Linked DNA regions of Mus musculus: regions 1 and 2 are each linked to region 3. A link is a contact called in public Hi-C and HiChIP or PLAC-seq data. All regions are on one chromosome and are shown on one strand. Each heading gives the region's core, a stretch centred on a gene start, on an enhancer-like site or on the middle of the called end of the contact. The rest is flanking DNA. Distances are from core to core; before and after follow the strand shown.

Evidence for each region. A called contact is a pair of places that touch in the nucleus more often than the background predicts. HiChIP or PLAC-seq counts read pairs in DNA pulled down with a chosen protein or histone mark.
Region 1: a contact with region 3 is called in a FOXA1 HiChIP or PLAC-seq map of pancreatic cancer cells. The contact joins the enhancer-like site here to the promoter of Ptgfrn in region 3. A contact is called at or near these places in 3 of 39 promoter capture datasets (cranial neural crest, embryonic stem cells and pre-B cells), 2 of 484 Hi-C or Micro-C datasets (cerebral cortex and regulatory T cells), 7 of 115 datasets of contacts at active chromatin or transcription factors (bone marrow-derived macrophages, embryonic forebrain, embryonic limb bud and 4 more) and 2 of 9 other capture datasets (embryonic stem cells and liver).
Region 2: a Hi-C map of uterus shows a contact between it and region 3, with 2.1 times the contacts expected there. The contact joins the enhancer-like site here to the promoter of Ptgfrn in region 3. A contact is called at or near these places in 3 of 39 promoter capture datasets (cranial neural crest, frontonasal cranial neural crest and pre-B cells), 2 of 484 Hi-C or Micro-C datasets (CD8 T cells and uterus), 5 of 115 datasets of contacts at active chromatin or transcription factors (the SCID.adh cell line, embryonic stem cells and stem cell-derived neural progenitor cells) and 1 of 9 other capture datasets (adipose tissue).

What each region holds. Positions count from the first base shown.
Region 1 is chr3:101,319,169-101,323,748 of GRCm38.p6, forward strand. No RefSeq gene overlaps it. Among named protein-coding and RNA genes, the nearest start is that of Gm32803, 25 kb to the left of the region's middle. Within about 2 kb of position 1,528, at least 17 of the 459 cell types and tissues checked have an H3K27ac peak or open chromatin away from gene starts, as enhancers often do.
Region 2 is chr3:101,254,333-101,258,843 of GRCm38.p6, forward strand. No RefSeq gene overlaps it. Among named protein-coding and RNA genes, the nearest start is that of Cd2, 31 kb to the right of the region's middle. Within about 2 kb of position 2,344, at least 6 of the 459 cell types and tissues checked have an H3K27ac peak or open chromatin away from gene starts, as enhancers often do. A contact at or near this core is called in uterus, where this site is marked.
Region 3 is chr3:101,106,962-101,111,585 of GRCm38.p6, forward strand. It overlaps Ptgfrn (prostaglandin F2 receptor negative regulator), which reads right to left and starts at 3,205. Exons shown (of 9, transcript NM_011197.3): 1 at 3,131-3,205. The coding sequence starts at 3,179. It overlaps Gm52612, which reads left to right and starts at 2,005. Exons shown (of 1, transcript XM_030252967.1): 1 at 2,005-4,624. The coding sequence starts at 2,949. The coding sequence ends at 3,590.

The DNA of each region.
Region 1 (4,580 bases), core at 278-2,777, 210 kb after region 3:
GGAACCTGAAGCATCAAATCTTTAGACTGACGGAGCCCTGTGTCCTACCTTCTCTCACCATGCAGAGAGATGTTGCAGTTCTGATGAGCTGTGGCAATACACTGGTCCTTGAGTATGCCTGGAATGGTAAGGTCCAACTGAAACCAATGCAGTTTGGTTCTCCAAACACCAGGTCTCACTCTGTAACATAAGCACTGAGGGGTGGCAGGGTTGTGGACAGTTGGACTGGTTTTAGATGATTGGGGCTGACATTACCTAGTCAGAATGGCTGAGATGCTAGCAGCGGGGTTGTATCTACCTGCCTGAGGGCATCAGTAGATTCCCAGGGTTCTTGTTTTGCTGAACACACTTAGAAGCCCACACTTGTCAGTGTCTATACTCTGAATATATGCTGCCAACAGCAGAACTCAAAAGGCTCATTTCTATCACATCCCTACCTGCGGAACAGTAGCCAGCTGAGGATGAGAAGGAGGCCTCTCAGGATGGGCAAAAATCCTGAGCTGAGCCAGGAGTGAACCTAGGCTTCCAGCACTGAGTCATGAAAGCTGGGAAAGGACTGAGATAGCCCTTCTTCCCAAACCATGCTGAGTCATGAAAGCTGGGAAAGGACTGAGATAGCCCTTCTTCCCAAACCATGCACGCTATGAGAGGCGATTTGCATCCCAGGGGCTAGAGAAGGCCACAGGGAGATCTGTAGTGTAGTGAGAAGGTAGTGTAGTGAGAAGGGCAAACAGGCAGGTGTGAGTGAGGCTGGAAGCCAGGACCAGTGTCATTAGATTTCTCAGGGATGTCCAAGAGCTGGACTCCCTATTGGTGGCAATAGCCACCCAAATGCCAGCCACTCGTTATGAAACCAGTTTATTTCTGCCCCTGATATATATTGGCATCAATGACTCTGTTCCACATATTTTCTCATCCCAGCATCCAGGTTGAAGAGGATATCGCATCCAGGACTTGGCCTCTCGTGGTACCTCTTAAAGCCATTGGTTACCAGGTGAAACAGGCGACCTCCACGCATGCTCCGTTAGCCAAGGCAATTCCTTGGCTAAGCCTGGGTGAGGGGTGAATAGAAACACCCCTCTTCTGGCTACTAAATAGCCAGAGATGGAGAGAGCAGGCCTGTGCCCTTCTTTGAAGCAAGAACACTGTCAGAATCCCTGAAGTATGATCATCTTCTCAAAAACAAACAAAAAAAAAGAAGTTAATTTACTCTAGTATTAGGAATTCTCACTGGCTCCTACTGATCACGGCGTCCTTTTATATAAAGCCCCCTTTAAACAATCCATCCATATGCCCTAGGATTTATGAAGTGGCTGCTCTGAATTTTTGAGAACCCCTGTCCATCTCTCTTCTGCACTCAGAATCTTTTCTTGGGTCTGGCGTGGGTCAGCTCGGCTTGCCATGCTCCCTCGAAGATGATGCAACTCTGTACTCACCTGGCCAAAATCTCTCAACACTCAATAAACGTGACACCCTCTCTGATAAGAGGCTCCTTCCAAACCGTTAGCTGTTTCTTCACAGAAGGTGCTGGGACCTACTGTTTCCTTTGGGAACCACACAGGTAGAAAGCTGGAGAAACTGCCATTTGTACCTGCATCAGGTGGTACTGCACATGTGTGATCCCAGCATCCCAGACACTAGGGCAGAAGAGCCGTGAACTCAAGGACAGCCTGGCCTACACAGGGAGACCCTGTGCCAAAGAAAAGGAGGCAAGGGAGGAGGAGGGGAAGAGGAGAAACCTCAACTGCATCCCTTTTGCTCACAAAGAAGGCAGCGACTGGAATCCAATCTGGGTGGTTCCCCAGCATCCTGTATCATGGATCTTGTTGTTATGAACAAAAATATACACAGAGCACGCTGTTCGGGACACAGGAAGTCATCTTTAGTCTAGATGGTGATTTTAGGTTTGGATAATGAGTGTTCGGTTTCAGCAGTGTGTGTTTTTGTAAATGGTCAAACGAGCTGAGTCTCTTGCATTCCAAGAACACCGCCTATGTTTCTTAATTCCGTAGGAATGTAGTGAATTACAGTATTTGGTTATTCTTGCAGAGTTGAGTGTTTTCACCAAGCAATTGTTTGTGAGAGCTGAGCCCAGAGGACTATGGAAAGACAAGCAAGCTGCGTGTTCTCTTCTCCCTGGAAGAGATGGGGAAAGTGAACCAAGGGGTATTGGGAGCAGCCTAGACGAGGGGTCTCGGTCCTTCGCATGCATTAGTGGAGAGCAATGACTCTGCGAGCAGAATAGGAAGTTTGGGCGGGGGGGGGGGGGGGGGGGGGCTCAGATCTCCTTGCTCCCTCTGGGTCTTACAGGGGTAAGGCTGGGATTCCAGACAGTATGGTCCTGCCTCGGAGGGCACTGGCAGTAGGGGCAGTGGGGCTCAGGTCAGCTGGTGGCTGGATGGGAGCCCAGGAGGGAGACAGCATGGCTTGAATATGGAACAAAAGCACCTAGGGAACAGGATAACATAAAAGTCATGTGTCCAAAGACAGGGTCCCACCCAGCCGAGTGGGAATTGTCCCTACTGGAAAATTGGTGTGACTTTTTCTTTGTACAAAGATACCCCCAACTAACTGACCCCTCTGCCCATGGGACATGGCCACCGAGCAGGATACCCTAATGCACTGAGTCTGTCAGGGGCACTGAAAGGGCATGATCTGTCCTCACAGCCCAAGGAAGCTGCCTCACATCATGACGGCATCTCCTACCTGGAAAGCCACAGACCTGCCCTAGGAGATGGGAAGCATTTGTAATAGATCCAGAGGCCCCTGAATTGGAGACTAGGGATCCTGAAAGTTCTTCTGGTTTTCTTGGTTGACATTAGTTTTTCTTAGTTATCCTGCCTTCTTCTCTACCCCTGCCCCCGCCCCTCCTTTCTTGCTTGCTAGATGGTACTGATTGCTGTGTAGCCCAACCTGGCCTCAGACTTAAAAATTTCTCCCTTAGGTTCTCAGGTTCAAACTTGCTATCCTCCTGCCTCGGGCTCTAAGGGGCTGGGATTTCACAAACGCACGCACATCCGGTGGACTGTTCTACTTTGAATGTTAAATAAAGACTTGTTAAAGAGTCAGAGGTTTGAACTCTCCCTGGAGAAGTCCATGCCGGTTCTTAATGCTCGTACTTAAATCCACATTAAAACCTTTTCTTAATAAACTCCAATTAGCTTCAAAAAAACAAAGGCATCAGAAGACCGGCTCTAGGCTGTGGAAATAGGTAGTAAGTGGGGGAGGCAGAGGGAAGGCTCTGTGCTTGTGCACCTATGAAGAGGGATGACTGACTAGCCCCAGCTATCTCGAAGGCCAGGACAGATGGCAGTGAGGTGGACATTAACCTGGGGTTTGCCTCGAAGTGGCAGCAGTAGGTAAGCTGACAGTGGCCTGAAGGAAGTGAGTCACTCAGCACAACTCATTAGTGGCAGGGAAAGATTGTGGGAGGCAGTCAACACAGCCTGGTAGCCCGAGGAACCTCAAAGATTGCTCTGACAGCCTAGATCCTGCTGGGACAGGAAGGTGTTCCATTAGCGTGCCAGCTCTACTCCTGGCCGTGGCTTGTTCAAAGCAGTATTTCCGCACCGTCTGCCTTTTTCAGTCTGAGGGTTCATCTTCCGGGGGAGGGAGTCGGGAAGGAGAGTCCAGTGGGTAGCGCACCTTTCTCCTGGTGTCATCTAGCAATGAAGCGTAATGAAGTCAGCCTCCTCCCCTTTTCTCATGGTCTCCTCATAGAGAATCCTTTCTTGCAAAATCTGCCTAATTAGTGCTTCCAGAATGTTCCTAAAGCTGTTTTGTTTCAAATGGTAGCGGCCTCTCAGCTTACTGACCTGCATGTCATGTGAAGGACAGGTCCTGTTGAGTTCCTGTTGAACAGGATGCCAACATCCTGGCCTTGGTTCCAAACACCAGTCTTTCTCTTTTCTTTCTTCCTGTGATGAAAGATGAAGCCTTCAGCCTGGGGACTGTTCACCAGAAGCCCCGAGTCTAGCACAGCGGGTTTCAATGGGCAAGGGTTCTCAACCTGTGAGTTCGACACCACTGTTGCAGGATGTTGAACGACCCTTTCACAGGGGCCACGTAAGAGCATTGGCAAACACAGATATTTACATTACGATTCATAACAGTGGCAAAGTTACAGTTATGAAGTAACAACGAAGATAATTTTATGGTTGGGGGTCACCACAACATGAGGAACTGTGCTAAAGATCACAGCATCAGGAAGGCTGAGAACCACTGCTCTAGTCGAATGGAGTCCCCAGCCGCCTCCAGTCATCTGCACAGACAGATGTACCATCAGAGGAGCTTCACGTCTCTGAGCTGCCCTGGCCCTTGCTGCTGCTGGGTGCCTGTACCTGTGTCCGCATGCTGGTTTCTTCTCCCTATGAGCTTTGAATTCTCAGTTATCTGACTGAAAACCAATCCATCTGCTTCCGTGTGGTTCCTGTTTCCTGTGCCTGACTGCCTGCTGCCATGGCCAGTCAGGTATGTCTGGACCTTGGCTTTCTGACCTTACTCCCAGTTACAAAGCACCTGGACTGTGACACCTAACAGGAACACCTTAAGGTGACTTCTAGGTGGCCACACGTCCTACA
Region 2 (4,511 bases), core at 1,094-3,593, 150 kb after region 3:
TATCAGGTGCCTTCAATGCCTGCTCCAGGGGATCTGACAGCTTTGATCTCTTCTGGCACCGGCTCTTATGTTCAGATATCCACACACGTATACATAATTAAAATAAATATTAAATATTAAAGAACTTCTTAAAAATTTTTATAAATTATTACCATTCAAAGAAATAATTTTTAAAAAATCTATCCTAATTTTTTCATCTTTTCTTTGGTAAATGTAATTTTTGCTTATATTAAGGTATACTTTGTCACATAAAGAATCAAGAAGCTCCCTATAATTTGTCTTAGCTCACTTTGCTGTTAGAAAGGAAACAACAGAATACCAAAGACTGGAAACACAAGTATGTTTCTTATAGTTCTAGAAGCTAAGAGGTCCAATTTCAAGGAATCAATATCTGGGAGGGCACTCTTACTGTACCATCCCATGGAAAGGAAAGAAAGAGAGTGTGTGGAGGTTTGTATATGCTTGACCCAGGGAGTGGCACTATTAGAAGGTATAGCCCTGCTGGTGTAGGTGTGGCCTTGTTGGAGTAGGTGTATCACTATGTGTGGGGACTTTGAGACCCTCATCCTAGCTGCTTGGAAGCCAGTCTTCTGTTGGCAGCTTCAGATGAAGATGTAGAATTCTCCGCTCCTCCTGCACCATGCCTGCCTAGATGCTGCCATGTTCCTGCCTTGATGATAATGGACTGAACCTCTGAACTTGTAAGCCAGTCTCAATTAAATATTGTCCTTATAAGAGTTGCCTTGGTCATGGTAACTGTTCACAGTAAAATCCTAACTAAGACACACACACACACACAGAGAGAGAGAGAGAGAGAGAGAGAGAGAGAGAGAGAAAGAGAACTTTCATCAACATCATTATCTTGGTTATTGAGACCAGATCTCTGGTAGCCCAGGTTGGCCTTGAACTCATGATTCCCCTGCCTTAGTGCTGGGCTTATAGGCATGTATTGACACACTTGGCTCCATACTCACTTTTTAAAAATCTGTGTATATGCCTTTTACCTACATGTATGTATGTGCACCTCATGAATCACAGATGCCAGGAGAGGATGTCAGATCCCTTGGAACTGAAATTCCAGATGGTTGAGCTGCCATGTGGGTGCTGTGAACTCAACCCAGGTCCTCTGCAACAGTAGCAAGCACTCTGAACCACTGAGTTGTCTCTCTGGCCCCTCAAAACTCACTTTAATAGCAACTTGTCCCCACGGCAGCATTAGTAGCCCATCCATGAGTGCACCTAACCTGTTTCTTTTTAAACATGTTTACATGTATTTATTGATTGAGAAGGCAAAGAGTGCACTTGTGGGAGTCAGTTCCCTCCTCCCACTATGTGGACCCTAGGAATAGAACGGTCATTTTCAGGCTTGGCAGCAAGAGCCTCTACCCTCTGCGCCATGCCACTGGCCCATCTAATGGCCGCGCACAGGTCCCGCTCCTCCACTCTGTTGCACTCAGAACTGCCTGCGATATACAAGCTTTGGGGGCGCACATTAAAAACCCAGTGATCCAACAGAAGCCTCTTGATGCCCCCCTTCCACATCTCCACTCTCCAGAGAAGGCTGCCTGCCCTCAATTCCTCACAGATTCTTTGGGCAGTTTACGTCATTTCTCTATAAAACATAATTATGTAGTTGCTTCCTGATTGCTTTTTTTCTTTCATTTCAGTCATTAATGCTAGCCTTTTCATCCTAATCCTCCCAGGAAAGCAATGCTATCATTTCGGATAGATTAATATTCAGTGTTTATGTTATTACCAATCACGAGAATGCCAGGCCCTGCTTAGTGATCTGATACGCAATGATTTGCTTTGTTGAGCGAGTTATTATTTTCTCTGCCGTTAATTACTGTCTTTGGTTTGTTGAGTCATGTCCTCTGTATTTGCTATTTTTCCCCCCAAACTCTGTCTCAGATGTGTTTAACTGTGTCGGGGTAGTTAAACTGTCTCCTCTGCACTGACTCTCGCCTGGCTGTCTGCTAAGCGTGCTGGATACCGTCCTGGGTCTTCCTTGCTTTATGATCTCATTTTGGCAAAGCACACTGGTCTAGCTGCTTGCTTGTTAAGGCAGAAGTTAGAGGGAGATCCTTTCAAGGAGATGCCCACATTTGAAAATGCCTTTATCCCTGCCTAGCACCTTTATTCCAGCTTAATACCTAGTTGGTAGGTTAGGGTAGGGGGCAGAAAGGCATTAGAACTTTAAAGTGTTAGTCTGTTGTCTTTTAGTTTCGGCACAGCTGTTAAGAACTTTGTTCTGTTTCCTTATGAGTTTGCTGTTGTTGTTTGTTTTGAGACACGTGGTGGTGGGTCCCTGTGTAGTGGAGGCTGACCTCAAGCTGTCTATGAGGACAATCTAGAATTCCCGTTCCTCTGCTTCGCCTCACAAGTGCCGGAACTGCAGGGGTCTGCCCCCATGTCTGGCTTCTACTTCCTGATTTTTTGTTTAATTAATCAGTTGTACATGAATAGAACCCAAGGCCAGACGCGTTGTGAGTGCTCTGGCCCCAGCCGGCTCATCAGCCTTTGCGTTTCTTCCTTGTATTCTCTTCCTCCTTTCCCCTCTCCCTCCCTATGTCCACTCCCTGATTGCTTTTGTCTCTGTGTTCTGAAATTTTACAGTTCCATTCCTTGGTCTGAATGAATTCTCTTTCATGGTGCTCTGTCCTTAGTAAACACTTAAAAGAAAGGAGGCTTTCAGAATCAGATCACGTTCAGATTTATAGCAAAATGAGAGAACTACAGGGGTCCCACACAGCCCTGTCCTTTCTTGCTTTGTTGCTGTGTGATAAACACCAGCGACAAAATCAACTCGAGGAGGGCAGGGTCTGTTTCATCTGACATCCCACACTGCAGTCTAACATTCAGAGAAGTCAGGGGAGGCACTTGGGCTGTAGCAGAGCCATAAACCATGGAAGGATGCTGCTCAACCGCAGAGCCACAAACCATGGAGGGATGCTGCTCAACCACAGAGGCACAAACCATGGAGGGATGCTGCTCAACCGACTTGCTCCCCCTGGCTTTCTCTCTTGCTTTCTTATATAACTCAGGAGCACCTGCCTAGGGGTGGCACTGCTCAAAGTGGGCTGGGCCCTCCCACATTGATCACTAATCAAGAAAACACCTCACAGACCTCCCTACAGGTCAATCTGACAGAGGTAATTCCTAAAAGGAGGTTCCCTCTTCCTAGCTGTCTCTAGCTGTGGAGTGTTGAAATATATGTCCCACGTGGTCATAGCCTATCTCATTCAGAGTGGCGCATGGAAGGTGATTACACCAGTGCTTTGTCTCCTGAGCCCTTAGCACACACACATCAGGACCCACCCGCTGTTGTCCACTCTGAGTTTAAACAGGATGTATAAGGACACACATCCAGTGCATCACACAGAATGTTCCCTATGCCCCGCAGAACCTCTCTGTACCCCCACCAGCATTTCCACCTAAACCCAGACAAGCATAGGTCTTTTAGCTCTCCACCATTTTGCCTTTTCTGGAATGTCACATAATAGATTGACTTCATTCCCTCTGTAATATCTGTCTCTTCCATCTCATTTCATAGTTTAATAGTGAATTTCTTTATCCCTGAGTAATAGCCCATTGTTTGGGTTGGGCATGCTATTGGAAGGCAGAGGCAGGCAGACTCCTGAGAGTTTGAGGCTAGCCTGGTCTATGTAGTAAGTTTCAGGACAGCCAAGACTGTGTAGAGATAACCTCTCTCAAAACCAAAAATCCATTGCTTCCCGATTTGAACAGTTGGGAACAAAAGTGCTTTAAATATCTGTATGTGGGATTTGTGTGAACATGTTTTCAACTCCTTTGGGTAAAGACCACGAAGTGTAGTTGGGGACTGTATAGTAGAAAGTCTGTAGAGTTTTACAAGAACCTTCAAATCCGGCTACATTATCCCACATTCCTAACTCCAATGGCTGAGAGTTCTTGCTGTGTCACCTCCCGACCAGCATCCAGTGCTGTGGGTGTCCTGCATGCTGACTGTTCTAACAGGTATGCATTTTTACTTCATTTCTGTTTGAATTTTCATAGGATGAGGAGTGACATAGGATGAGGAGTGTCTTGCTTACTTGACATCTGTAAACATTCATGAAGTATCTACTAAGGTCTTTGGCTCAATTTGAATATGGTTGTCTGTGTTTTACTGTGGAGTGTTTTCTTTAAAGAAAGAATTTATTTAACTTGTGTGTGTGTGTGTGTGTGTGTGTGTGTGTGTGTGTGTGTGTGTGTGATGAGAGTATGTACCTATACCATGTACATTCAGGTGCCTGGGAAGTGCAGAAGAAGGGATTAGATAGCCTAGAACTGGAGTTTAAGGTAGTTGTAGATGCTGAGAACGAAACCAGATCCTCTGCAAGAACAGTGAATGCTCTTAACCACTGGGCCATTTTTCCAACCCCTATGGTGGAAGTTTAAGAGTTCTTTGTGCATTAGGGATAACTGGGATGACAGGTATCATTCAAATATATTCTCCCAACCCAAGGTTGTCCTCTTCAGCTCTTGCCTGT
Region 3 (4,624 bases), core at 1,955-4,454:
TCTATTAATGACTCTCATGGCTACCCACAAATAATAAAATAAGAAAAGGACATACCCATCTATATGTGCTCAGTTAGTCAAACACATCCTATGTATGAGAGTTGTACAGCCTAATATTAAGAGAATAGAGAGAGAGCAAGACCAATGGGGTCCTGCCTCTGGAGGACAATCAGGTAGGGATGTAAGACTTGGGAACAGGAGCCATGGACATAAGACAAAGGCTGCCTGGCCACCTATAAGGAGCCAAAAATTCACAATTCAGACCACTTCACACCTCCCCTAACACCCCCTACCTCACCAGTCATCTTTCTCTCCCCCTCCTCCCCCTCCTCCCAACTCATGGAACAACTCCGGTGCCATTTCTGAAGGAGCAGTGCACTTCACTCACCCACACTTTATGCTTTTCCCCAGAGCCCTGGGACGCTCGTCTATCCTTTCTTCCAAAATCCCAATTATTCTCAAGGCTCAGCTCATATGTCACCTCTTAGGTAAAAGCAACTCCAAACACCAAGTCAAAATGAACCCCTTCCTTCCCGCTTCCCCCCCAGTGCTGAGCTGGGGTCAAGAAATACACTGTTTTTACCACTGTCTACAACAGCCCAGTCAAGCACCCAGTGAGGTGCTATACCTTGGTCACTGCCAGCTGGGTCTGAGTGAGTCTGGCCCACTGGTCGGGGCTTAGTGAGAAAGCTTCAAGGAAAAGTGAGCCTCAGAGGCAGAGGGACTTAGACAGGGAAGAGAGGGGGCAGGCAGGCTAGAAGGCGCAACAGATTCCGTGAAGAGTAGCAAACAGGTGCTTAGAATGAAATCTCTAAAGCAGAAAGAGGAGAAAGCAAACACAAGAAAAGTCACAAGAGCTCAATGCACACTGGTGCGAACCCCGAAATCATCCATTAGGAAAATGGTGACCTTAGAGGAGAGCAGGAGAAAACCGGTCAGGGAGGAGTCAGAAGTTGTCTTCGTGAGGAGCCTCCAAGGCCTTGGCTACAACAGGGGAAACACAGTATGGGGGAGTGGGGTGTGGGGCTCGCTCAGAAGGATGGACACAGTCTGAACTTGTGCTTGGGAAAGCTACAAAACAAAGGGCTGGGGTTCAGGCGAAGCCCACAGAGGGGTTACCATACAAGTAGCAGTGACTTCACGATTCCATTCCGGCAGCAAGACCCAAGGGAAGACCATCTTGCCTATCAACACACTCCACTTCCAGGCTCAATGGATGTGGAAAATGATGCTACACTGGGAAGCTGCTTCAGAGGTCAGGCTGAAGCTGCACCTAGTGAGGTACCCAGGGGCAGAGTTTGTAGATGGCACATCAATGGTTCAGAGAATTGCTAGGTGAATCTGCACAGGGCAGTCACAGTCACATCCAAAAGTCTTTAAGTCTCATCAAGGTTGGATGCACGGGTATACCACCATGATTCATTCCCCAAGCTGTGCTTTCCCGACCCTGGGCTGCTGGCTGTGGTTTGTTTATTCACTTGGTCTGAGGGATGGAATCCAAAACCTGGCAAAGATAAACAAGCACAGAGCTACAACCCTAGGCCCCCAAGGGCATCCTTTTTAAACTTCTACCTCACGCTACCCTCTCAACTGGTACATCCACAGACTACACACTGACCACTCTAGGGAGAGTCAGTCACATAAACCACAAAGTGAGTAGCAGATGGGAGTGGTGCCCCAGGAATCTGTGCAACCATAGGCCATGGCCCTGCCTGACCCAGACGTATAAGCCAATTAAATGGTGGCGACTGTCCCCAGCAATATGCAACAAATACACAACTTGCAAAGACTGATGCCTGGCAGATCAGAAACCACAGAAGACTATTGGATGTTTTCTGTACATGGGTTGTGGCTGGAGAATTATGTCTAGGGGAGTTCTTAGAGGGAGTCATTTCCAGAAAACCCCTCGGAGGTGAAGTATCACAGTAGCAGCCAGAAAGGCTAGTTCACAGGCAGCCAGGACTCATGGGGAGCTGGGACAGTAAAGTCCTAATGCCAGCAGAAGGGGAGTGGTGGCAGGAGGTCCCCACGGGGATCCTCACACCATCAGAAGTGCAGTCATTTAGCCCCTGTGCAGCTGAGGCCAGGCTGGGATAGGCAACACACACCACGTGCTCTGGGAAAGCTTGAGATACATCGTCTGCAGGGGCTTGGAAGGGAACCCAGGGCTGGGTCTGGAATTCTGCTTGTCCTAGATGCCACTGGTCACAGGGAACCACGCATATAACCACACTTGGGGATCTGCCTTCCTGAACCAAGGCAGGCATTAAATAAATACATCAAGTGGCTGGTTAAGATCACCCTGTGTATCTATGTGAAGATGGTGTCTGTGTAAGGAGTGAATGGAAAATGGAGGGGGGGGGAGCCCAGGAAAGATTCCTTAGGTGGGTGAGGGGATACTGGGCCAAACCACTGAGAGACACCAAGGGTTTCCAGAGGGTAAAGGAGAAGGGGGCAGTAACGAGGGAAGTAACAGGTAGAAAAGTTGGAAAAGCTGGGCTCTCGGGTCTTTGTGTATAAATCCGAGCCTAGCTAGCTTCAGGAGACGCTGGAAGGCAACACTGAGGCAGATTTGGCTAGATGGCAGGGATGGTACAAGACTGTCACAGTAACGCTGGGCTACCCAGTGACCTTCGTGGAAGGAAGTTGGATTCTCTTGCTTCCCTGGAAAAGCAACTCAGCATGGGCTAGCGAATGAAGAGCGATCCCGACCGGCCTCGGCTATGGCGGGACACAGCAAAGGCTCACATTTCCGCCCAGCCGGGTACGCGGGCCGGGGCCGCCCGCACCTTCCGGGGCCGGGAGTTCAAGGTGAGCCCGGCTCACGGTGGCCAACAGGTAGAGAGCGCTGTGGGAGAACCGGCCACGAGCCACTCCCCCGGCACACGTGAGGACCCGGCTCGGTCAGGCCGGGCGGCTCCGGCTACTGGGAGCGCGGGCCCAGGAGGATGTGCACCGGGCTCAGATCGGCCCCACATCGCTCCCCGCCCGGCCGGCGGCCCGGCGCTCCGGATCCCGGTCTCCCGGGAGCCGCCCCGGGCGCCCCGGGTGCCCCAGGCCCCGAGCGGCAGCCGCGCCCCCCCGGGACCCAGCGCCCCACCGCGCCCCGCCGCGCCCCACGCGCACTCACCCAGCGACAGGAGCGCCAGCAGCAGCGGCCTCGGCGCCGGGCGCCCCATGCTCGGCCGGCGGGAGCGACTCTCCGCCTCCTCCTCCTTCCCCGCCGCCGCTCCTCCTCCTCCTCCTCCAGCTCCGGCTGCTCCAGAGTCGGCTGCTCCGCCGGGCCGCGCGCCTGCTCCGCTCTCCCCGCTGGCCGAGCGAGCCCAGCGCCGGCGCGGACGTGCGCACCTGGCTCGTCGCGGCCCTCCTCCTCCTCCTCTCCCGCCCTCCGCCAGCCGCCGGGCCCCGGAGCCGGCCTCGCCGATCCCAGGGCGCAGCAACCCGGACCGCCTCCCGAAAGCAAAAGGGAAGAGCCGTGGCGTCCGCCCGCCCGCGCCTCCCACCCGGCGCTTTGCCAGCAACAAACACAAACTTTCCCAAGCCCCTCCCCGCTCCAGGTAACGGAGGAGGCGCTGGGGCCACCCGCTTAAAGGGGAGGAGACGCCCGAGCCCACTCAGCCTTCCCCTCGGGCCCCCAGCCCTCGAAAAACTTTCCTCCGACCTTTAAAAGTTGGCCTGGAAGACTTGTCTGGAAACCTCATCTTTTGGGCCCTATCCCGGGACGCCCGGCATTCCTTCGCGGTGGAATCCCCACGAGTGTCTCGCAGCCAGCAACCCACACGTACACCCTCTGGTCTCCAGCTAAGCATGCCACCAGCCACCTGCTTAGCCCTTGCTAAAAATAATTACACAGATAGGAATGAAAGAGCTTCAAAGGCAGTGAATTCCCACCCCCTCATGGTCCAGAGGCCTGATGTGCTTGGGAGAGTTGGCAAGGGACTCTCAGCCAAGCATCAAATTCAACAAGGCTCTCTAACCCACCACCCTGTAGTTGGGTGGGCCTGCCTCCTTCCTGGCCCACCTCCCTCCTCTCCAGGGTCCCTGTGGTACTAATTAGAACAACTTCCAACTAAGGTACCCATAAAAGAAAAGAAAAAAAAGAAAAGAAAAGAAAAGAAAACCCACACCATCTATTATTAGCCGTAGTGCTTCAAATGGTATGTCTGCCGCCTGAGACTATATTCATTGCTTTAAGTGGACACAACTGGGTTTCCATTAAAGACTCTTTTTCCTCCCACAATAGAGTTTTGTGCTTTGGATTTGAATACAAAAGACTCCACAGCTCTGGGGGGAAAATCAGCGTTCCTTGTTTAAAACGTCCCAAGGATGAATCAGACATTCAGAAAGGCTCACTGGTATCCAGTGACCCCCTCCGTCGCCCGGGCCTTTCATTAATATATGTAAAACAAATCACAGATGTTCCTGGGGAAACTGCCTTCTCTGGTGCAGAACATTAAGCTTGTTCTGATTTCCACAAGCGTTTCTCGTTTCTGCCAACTGACATGCGACTGACTGGCCAGGTGTGAACCCTTCCGAAAGAGACTCCTAAAATTGTATTCCCAGCCAGGCGTGGTGACCTCCACTGCACTCTGTAGGTAGAGGCAGGATGGGCTCAAGGTCATCC